2 separate regions of the Bombyx mori genome follow, and region 1 is linked to region 2. The links are chromatin contacts, called in public Hi-C maps. All regions are on one chromosome and are shown on one strand. Each heading gives the region's core, a stretch centred on a gene start, on an enhancer-like site or on the middle of the called end of the contact. The rest is flanking DNA. Distances are from core to core; before and after follow the strand shown. Region 1 holds the start of LOC101745384 (97 kDa heat shock protein). Region 2 holds the start of RpS10 (ribosomal protein S10).

Region 1 (4,973 bases), core at 1,416-3,915, 860 kb after region 2:
GACAGATTCATTCAAGTATTCATTCTAGACAGATAGTTACAGGTCACACACAGTAATAAAAAGCATGTTAGTAAGATTATCAATTTACCTTTGATTTTTTCTGGCGTCTAATTTATATCTTGTCACAAAATCTTGAGTGAAGTAATCAGCTAAAGCCATGTCAATGTCTCGTCCACCGCACTGAGCATCGGTTGCAGTAGCGAGAATACGCAGCTTACCCTTATTGAAAGCACAAGCTGAAACCTGGGAAATTATTAAAATTTGCTTTAAGGTTTAAAATTTATATAAAATATAATCTAAAAGTGTTGGTTGCTCCAAAAACCAAAATCACCAGTCATCATTGCTCATAAGAATAATAATAAAATTATTCCCAACAAGGAGGCTGAATAGATTTCAATTTGAAGTTTGACTATGTGTATATTTACACATTTATGTTATTGTTTTTTTTTTGTGCTAATTGTATTATGTATATCAAATATTTACCTGTAAAGAACTGTGACCAAAGTCGACAAAGACAACATTTCGTGGTTTCTCTTCAGCACCAGGAAGATCTTGTTTATAAATTCCATAAGTTAAAGCTGTCGCAGTTGTCTCGTTCATGAGGCGCAATACATTAAGACCTGATATGACAAAAAAAACATGCAGGTCATAAGTATATAAATAAATAAATATAAAGTCCATTTTGAATACTTCTTCATAAAAAAGTACTAACCAGCAATACCAGCGGCATTCAAAAGAGCATTTCTTTCAGCATTCGTGAAATAGCTGGGAACAGATATCACACAGTCGTTGATTTGAGTCTGTAAAGCTGTTGCTGCAACATCTTTTAGTTTTGTCAACAACATGGCTGTTATCTGTAAAGAAAACTAATATTAGTAACACTTAAATAATGGTGAATTAAGAGAGAAAAACATTATCAGTGTCCATATGGACGTGTACGGGTCTGATCTCAAGCTCTCTCGTTTCAATTATTTCTTCATTTCCAGAAACTACAAAGTGTTCCACCAGCCTTTTCCAGAAGAGTCTTTAATTCATAAATCTATCAATTGTTGTATTGTTTTATGGTATGTTTTGTATATCTCATAATAATTTAGTACTTTTGTCATTTTGGGTAATAAATACAAGTGACAGCTCAAAACAGATTATCAAACTCCATAGAATATACATACCTGCTCAGGGGTAAAGACATTGTCTTCATTGAGGTAGTTGACTCTTATTCCAATACCGCCATCAGACCTCTGTTCAACCTTGAAAGGGAAATGTTTTAATTCTTTTTGAACAAGAGGGTCTGAAAATTTTCTTCCCAGAAGTCGTTTGAAACCAAATACAGTATTCTTCATATTGGTCACCATTTGGTTCTTGGCTGCCACACCCAATATTCGATTCTTTTGTGAAAAAGCAACACATGATCTAAAAATAAATTAACTTTTACATTACATACACAATAAAATTTTTTTCAAGATTAACTTCCTAGTTGTTTCTGGGAAATAACAAGAAGAGAATAAAATCTAAATTAATTAAAGCTCTAAAAAATATTTATTATCACAGACAAGAATCAATTAATGTGAACTTTTTTTTAAATAAATGAAGCTTAACCAATTTCTTTTTTTTCAATTTAGGTCAAATATTTTAGTTACAATGTTTTACGGCTACTTTTTTCATAGACATCAGCAATAATACTAGTACAGGTTCAGCCAACCAACGGCCAGGCAGGGTTCTTTTCAAAGCTCATTTAATAAATGACAAAATAGAGAAATCAGAAAGAAACTAAATATAGAAATTAAAGACAATTAAGGAAACAAAATAAAATGAGGACACCACCACTACTGTGCATGTCAACAGTAAGCACTTGTGGACACTACAGTGTTACTGAAATATTGATTGATTACTCAAATTACTAGTGCGGTGTTTGACCCTGACCTGTATTAGATTCTATATTTTATATGTGTTATAATGATAGATATATAATTTATATTAGTGTTTAAGTGGTATATGGTTCACATTGGTGAAAATGGAAGCATCCTTTATTTCATAAACTTTATTCCTGAATAGATCAGACCTGGGGCCTGAAATTTTAAAATCTATGTTTCTTTGGATTTGCACTAATGATATGTGATAAATAATCATTTTTCATTACTTAAAAATGATGAAGAGAGCAGTATTTAAAAAAGGTATTATGAAAAAAAAAAGCACGTAATGAAATGTCGAAATAGGGTCTATTGTATGACATGCAATAAATCAACTTTCCGAAAAACCCTTCAAAAATACATTTTTATGATTTGGTTAGAGCATGTTTAATATATTTAATGAATATAATACATACGGTGTCCCTCGAAGACTGTAATCATTGGCTATTGTCTCTATCCCACCTGCTTTAGCCACAGCAATATAGCAGGATTCATTACCAAAATCAATTCCAATGACGGACATAGCAGCCATTGTGATAGACAAATTTTCTTATTTCACTGAAAAAATACTCAATTACAAGTATTTGCTCATAAATTGAGTTATTTCAAAAACAAGTTGCTGAGGTTGACAATTGCTTGATATAACTACCTATCGTTAAATTGTTCACAAAAACGTCGAACGCCGGTTTGTCACCGCATTGCACTTCGTCGATCTTACACGAATTTTCTAGAAGTTGAAATGGAAATCGATATTATTTTACGAAATCGATTTAAAAAATATGTCGATTGTCAATAATTATGATTCTTAAATTACTTAATTATTATTTATTATTATAATCTATATTTATTCAAAATCTTATTTATTATCTTCTTCTTCTTTCTTCCTATTTGTACACTCTTGACAGAGTGGTCGTGGTCATGCATCAGTTGGATACGACCTGCTCATGACTCTCGTGGGAAATTAGTGCAGTGGTTTCCCGTTGCCTTCTGCACTAGCATTTTAGGGGGTATTTGATCCCCAAGGTTTCTGACGCCTCTTCCGTACTTCCTTATTTATTATACATTATTTAAAAAAAAGAAGTTAAAGGTACAATTTATAAAAAACACTATATAAAAATAGATTGCCGCTGAAGGCGGTGTCTACGACACAAGCCACCAGTGGTTAGGATTCTAGAATTAAAACCTCCTCACAATACGCGCAGTATCGAGGGTAATTGACTTCTGTATCAGGTCCCTAGCCCAGCTGGGTTTTTTCCCGGGCCGCTGACCGAGCCTCCTACGAGGTCTCTGCGCCTAAGAAGGTGCGTGTGGTATGTGGGATTTGACCATTTGCCATTTGGTCAAGTCCCACATACAGGATCACATCCCACAGGAGCAGACCGCGGGCCCAAGGACGGTTTAGGACCCTACCGCACTAAACTTTAGTATTTATTTATATTGTTGTATATATTCTATAGCTGTGCAAACTCAAAAGTCTATCAATTAGTAATTATGGCCCAGTACTTTGTAAAGTGCCGACAGCCACACCACTACGATGACCATCGATATTTGCTAAGATCAATGGGAAAATAAGATTTTGAACTTATCGAACTTCACCTCAAAGACAAACTTCCTGCTCCTATGACAGCTAGTTCCAATTTTGTCTGGCAAGATGGATAGGCTTCACTGAAGTATGAAACCTGTCTATGATAGGATTGTAATAATTATGAGTATCACCTTAGATCACAAACAACGTGTTTCATTTAATAAATTACGCTAAAGCCTGGAGTAAAGTTTGCCAGTACCGAGCTCTGTTGCGCACTGCGTATGAGAAATGTTGTGTTAGACTATAGTGTCTAATACATAGGCCGCAACCAGATTAATCAACAGAGATGAGGGCCCTCTAATGATTTGACGCCCCCAAAACAGAATGGTACCAAGTCTCATGGCTTTTTTCCCCAAAAACTATATTAAATTTATACATTTCAAAGTTTCAGGAATCGAAAAAATCGAGGTCAATAATATCGCTTTACAAATTGATATCGGTGGTTTGGGCTTTTATTGATGTGAAAGCAATACATACGAGATAATATGTAATATCAAAGAGTAATCAGTTAGCTTGTACTTTTTTCTTACAAGCTGGTAGCTTTTAGAGGCTATGCCAACGTAACCCAACGAGTAGGTGAGCTTAAGGGGCTCTAACCTGTGCACATTGCTAACAATAGCCCTAGCAAGAGCAGTGCTTCGCAGAATCTACCACCAGATCGGAAACGCGACCCACTGAGGAGATCCGGCGAGAAACTCAGTGCGCTGTGTCTGCTAATTTACTCGCCGAACCCTACAAGCGACGGGTTCAACGAGAACGGTGGCTGGTGCTTGAGATACCTAAAAGCACCGTTAGTGGCTCGGGAGGATCCGAAATGACGTGTTTAAGGCCACGTCGACTGTTTACCATTTGATCACCGGTTACCGGTGGCCAAAACAAGAGAGTTTTCGTGTCGTGCCACCATCTCAAAGTGACGCACTGATGCCGACTGAAACTTACTGATGGAGTCAAGCTCCAGATCGTCGTGGAGACCCACGTTCTTCATGAACCACGGTCCTTCGACGGCTATCTTGTGAAAACAGGATTGAATGATTTGAAGGGGTTTTAAATTAGTGCGGGCTGCGTGTGCGAGCACTAGACTTGCATAGTTCATAACCAGGCGTATGCAAGTTTTGTTGAGTGTCACCTTATTGCGAAGGGACAATTTACTTCGCTTACAAATCATCGAACGGAGCGTTCTAGTATGAACGTGGCTCGGTTGCGTACCGTTTTTATACAGACAGACCAACCTAAGATCATCATCTATCGAGTTTGTGGTTGATAAAGTGATAATGTAATTATATACATTTTTCTGGGTGTGTCAATTAATTTAACAACAAATTAAACATCTGAACCCAAGATAGTTTTCAGCAAAATTCTACATTCTATCCAGAACATAAAAAACTTTGAATCGATTTTCATTTGCATATAACAAATTTTTATGAATTCATTGATATCGATTTAAATTAACCTTTTTTGGCACCGATTATTCGCCTAATTGA
Region 2 (4,651 bases), core at 1,941-4,440:
CCATTTTACATATTATGGTATATGTAACTCAAACGGTTTTTACGACGCACTCAAAAATAGATCGCACATGGCAGTTTTTTCCTTTTTATTTGACACTTAACATTTTGGGTAATTCGCACAACATTTTTATAAATTACTAGCTGACACGTCAGACTTCGTAGTGCCTCCATTGTTAAATAAAACACCTAAGCTTTTGTATAAAATAAACTTAAAACAAACCAAAGAAATCCGTATGACGGGGGGGAAATAAAAAAACAAAATTGTTATTTTTATTTAATTCCAAGCATTTTCATATTTATCTACCTTTTAAACCTTGTCTGGACTTCCACAAATAATTCAAGACCAAAATTAGCCAAATCGGTTCAGCCGTTCTCGAGTTTTAGCGAGACTAACGAACAGCAATTTTTTTTTTTTTTCCTACCTAACCTGGTAGCCTTGAGAGGCTATTCCAGCGTAACCCTAACGTTTGTAGGTGAGCTCACGGGGCTCAAACCTGACGACGATGCTAACACGAACCCTAGCAAGAGCCGTGCTTCGCAGAATCTACCACTGGATCGGAAACGCGACCCACTGAGAAGATTCGGCGAGAAACTCAGTGGGCTGTGTCGGAGTTAATTCGCTCGTCGAGCCCTTCGTCACAAGCGACGGGTTCGACGAGGACGGTGATCGGGCAACCACTAGAATAAGCTCACGGTATATGCAAGAATCACTAATCAAATCAATGAGGCAGTTAAGTACTACTATATTGCTCACAAGGATTGAGAAGGAACTCACACTAGTTTCTTAACATGCTGAATGCTGTGGCCCACCAATGGGCCTAGTGTACTATACCATTCAGGCCAAGCCAAAATCAGGGAATTAGTAATTTTTATCAACTTCAATTCGATAATTTGCACGGAAGGTAACAATTAGCAACTTTTAGCGCCTAGTTCTTAAGACATTTTAAAATAACTAAAACTTTCTATTGGATTTGAAAACAAAGACATTTGGCTCAGTTAAAGGCCGCGCGGCTCACTTCCGTACGCGATTTGTTTTATAGCTGCAATCTGTAGCTTGTTTACGTAGGTTACGTGTGAAGTGTTTACGTAGTGATGGGTGATCCTCATGGCCCGAATGGTTCAGTAAGATAGGGCTCAGCAGACCATCAGAGTACTTTCAGATACAATCAGATATTATGAAATATATATATTTTTAAATACAAAACTTAGTTCCATCCAAAAAAACACCATTGACTTATTTTAAGTTTTTTTATTGCTTAAATTATGAAGCAGGCCTGCCACGTCCATAGCCTCCCTTCTGCAAATAGAAATATTTTCTTTGAATAATTTAGGCAATTAATATTTAAATATAATAAAACACAAAGCAACAAAACTGGTTTCAGACATGCTTTCTTCTCAACAAAACAAGCAAATTTTGTTGGTTTAACCCGATGGGACCTGTAGTTATGTGATAAACATATTTCAGGATTGTTTCAGATCATAAAATATTGTCACAGACCCTCTTAAAAAGTCTAAAACTTTTTCGAAAAGAGTACCAGGTAATCCAACATATTTAGTTAATATACATACAATACAACTAGTTCAAACACATTAATGAAGAATTACAAAAATAAATTTGTATTTTCATATTATAAGCATGTCGGATAACAGGAGTAGATTTTACTGAAGTCTACTGTATGTTTCAGGTGCTTGTAACTTTTCAATCCAGTCTACAATTATACGGCACAACAATATAGGACTTACAAATTCAAGATCAGCTGAGCCTGGACCAACATCAGCCTTTTTATCATGAGGTGCAACACCAGGGGCAGCAGGAGTACGTCTGTATGCAGATCTGTCCTCAGCAGAGCGGGCTGGGGCATCAGGACGACCAACAGGGCCACGGCGTACTGTCTCTGTACGTACTGAGCGCTTAAGTGTTGCAGGCACAATTTCAGGAGGAAGGTGCAAGAATATTCTCAAGTATTCAATACCCTCATTGGTTAGGTACCTGAAGAAAATTTTAGAAAAAATATTTATAAAAATTAAGGTTAGACAAAGAAATAGTAGATTTTATTTAGTGCCCAGATGTGTTTAGGGGTCACTAGATCCCATAAATATAAACAAGAATGCCATTTGCCTTAAGACATGAGCTCAGTCTCAACTTTATAGTGCAACAGGTGTCCCCCTCCCCTCAAACTGGAACCCAGATGAAGCCGGAATACAAAGGCGGTTTACAAAATACCCCAATACCAGTAGAGTTCAGATTGAACACTTAGAGAACACCAATATCCATTTTTCACTAAAACCTTAAGTTGCAATTTATGAAATCCAGAAGAGATGCAGTGTTGATATTACGGGTTGACACCACACAAGACACGATATGAGAATTAAATAATCCATTGAAAAGGTAAGTGATCTAAACAAAAATGTCTAAAATCAACAACATCAGATGTTTAAAGGTTGGTATTTCTCTGAAGGTAAGCAGCTTTTTTTTCAGATTCGTCATTTTGGTTGACAAAAAAAAGTTATTAGTGAAATTAATTTAATGCGCCAAACAATTCATATTATTATTAATGTGTACTCTATTGCACACCTAAACAACAGACATTGATTGACAGATATAAGTTAATCTCAATATTTAACATTCTCAACAAATTGTTAAAAGGTATAAAATATTAGTGTTTATATTAAATTAGTGTAGTTGATACAGAATTCTATGAGAATCGTATCATTACATTAAATCTATGAAAATTACGACAAATAATAGACAACACATGAAACATAATAAATATCTACCAGTAAAAGTGCCTCCAGGCAAACTGTTCTTTGACATAACCTCTGGACTTGAGTGATTGCATAGCTTTGATAACTTGGAGGTTAGGAATCTTCTCTAGTTCAGTATGCTTCGGTGCATGATAGTCTTTTTTGGCCACCATGACTCCCTCTTTAAAGAGGTACTCATAAATAGCAACACGGTTTTGTTTGGGCATCAACATCTTGAAAGCCGCCTAAAACAACAAATTATTGGGTTAAGACATACAAGTGAAAAAAACGTAGCACTTCTTGAAATATATTCATCACAAGATTACGCAATAACTTTTTTCTTCACTTATAACACTTATAATAAGTAATATGCACTGATTAATGTATTTAAGATCGATTTTATAAGAAAAACTGTACTACCTGTAGGCTAACTTAACACAGAAAAGAGCAAGGGGATTGAAGGGAAGTTTGTTGAAAGCTGTCAACTGTCAAATAGCAATCAATCGACAATCATCAACTTTGAATTCATACAGCCAAATCTTTTGTAGGGAAGACATAATATGAATATTAACTGAAATGTAAAATTGGAATGAATGGAATGAAATGACTAAAGGAAACGAAATTCAATGAGATGTTGTGTGTGTGTTTATATGAGCGCGCGCGTGCATGCATGTGTTAAAGTGAGTTTCGTCGAAATGAGGTTATTTCATTTAATTTCATTGAACACCTACAAATGTTTTACATCCATGTTGTTTTATTTCCATTAAATAGTGTCCGACTAACTTTTCATACTCGTACAAGAGACATACTTTAAGCGCTTACTACAGCAGATTTTGCTTGTAGTCAACATATCGTTTGTAGTAGCATAAAAAATGAAGAAAATTTATCAGTTACTTCATTTACTTTCATCCCAATTGATTAAAGTCTCAGATTACAGATTTCGTTTCGTTTCGATTCATGTCATGCTTCTTAATAATCAACTTCATTTCATTTCATAATATCATTTTTCATGGCCGTTTTCCATTTACCATTATTTAATGGTAGTTTTCTAATTACACAGAATAATCCGACTCAGTGACGCACAATGCCGAATTATGCGGAAGCTTAGTTGAGCATTATGCCGTATAATGCGCTCTTGTGCTGTAATTGGAAAACGGCCCATATAGAGAAAAGTTTTCATTAAAATTAAAATAAGACTTGACCTAAAGGTCTTAGTAACCAGGTCATAAAATCCCTTAAAAAAAATCAATTCATGTCATCAAATGTCATGTTAGGTTATATTAATTACAGAGCAGACTACGAATTTCAATTTAATTTAATGTCAAAGTTTAACTACTTTGTCAACTGGACAATTAATATTCTAAGCTTAAAATAAGTGTTACTTTTAATTAAAATGGATTTTCAAAATCGCCCTGGCGGTAAAACTGGTGGAGGAGGTGTAGCGTCATGGTCGGAAAGTAACAGAGACCGGCGGGAGAGATTACGACAGCTTGCACTAGAAACAATAGATTTAAACAAAGATCCATATTTTATGAAAAATCATTTAGGTGAGTAATAAACGTTAGTTATAACTTCAACATGTTAACCTCGTTCACTTCACAAACGTAAACTTCATTTTTAGGGTCCTATGAATGTAAACTTTGTTTAACCCTGCATAACAATGAGGGAAGTTATTTGGCTCACACGCAAGGGAAGAAGCATCAAGCCAATTTGGCACGTAGAGCTGCAAAGGAAGCCAAAGAAGCGCCTCAACAGCTTGCCCCGGAAAAACCTAGAATTGAACCTAAGAAATTTGTGAAGATTGGTAGACCTGGTTACAGAGTAACAAAACAGAAAGATCCTGAAACTGGACAGCAGAGCTTGCTCTTCCAAGTAGATTATCCAGGTACAGTCATTTCAATGATTAT

The links. Hi-C and Micro-C count contacts between places; a contact is called where the count stands out from the background.
Region 1: a Hi-C map of middle silk gland shows a contact between it and region 2, with 3 times the contacts expected there. The contact joins the promoter of LOC101745384 here to the promoter of RpS10 in region 2. A contact is called at or near these places in 2 of 7 Hi-C or Micro-C datasets (middle silk gland and whole pupa).

The regions. Positions count from the first base shown.
Region 1 is chr13:7,585,316-7,590,288 of ASM3026992v2, forward strand. LOC101745384 (97 kDa heat shock protein) reads right to left here and starts at 2,666. Exons shown (of 16, transcript XM_062671764.1): 1 at 2,557-2,666; 2 at 2,324-2,465; 3 at 1,170-1,410; 4 at 713-854; 5 at 484-620; 6 at 89-243. The coding sequence starts at 2,439. All of the region lies in intron 1 of LOC134199970 (a long non-coding RNA gene), which reads right to left.
Region 2 is chr13:6,720,305-6,724,955 of ASM3026992v2, forward strand. RpS10 (ribosomal protein S10) reads right to left here and starts at 3,191. Exons shown (of 4, transcript NM_001044059.1): 1 at 3,165-3,191; 2 at 2,778-2,989; 3 at 1,743-1,989; 4 at 1,234-1,296. The coding sequence starts at 2,977. The coding sequence ends at 1,261. It overlaps LOC101738577 (splicing factor 3A subunit 2), which reads left to right and starts at 3,852. Exons shown (of 3, transcript XM_038014924.2): 1 at 3,852-4,291; 2 at 4,366-4,629. The coding sequence starts at 4,138.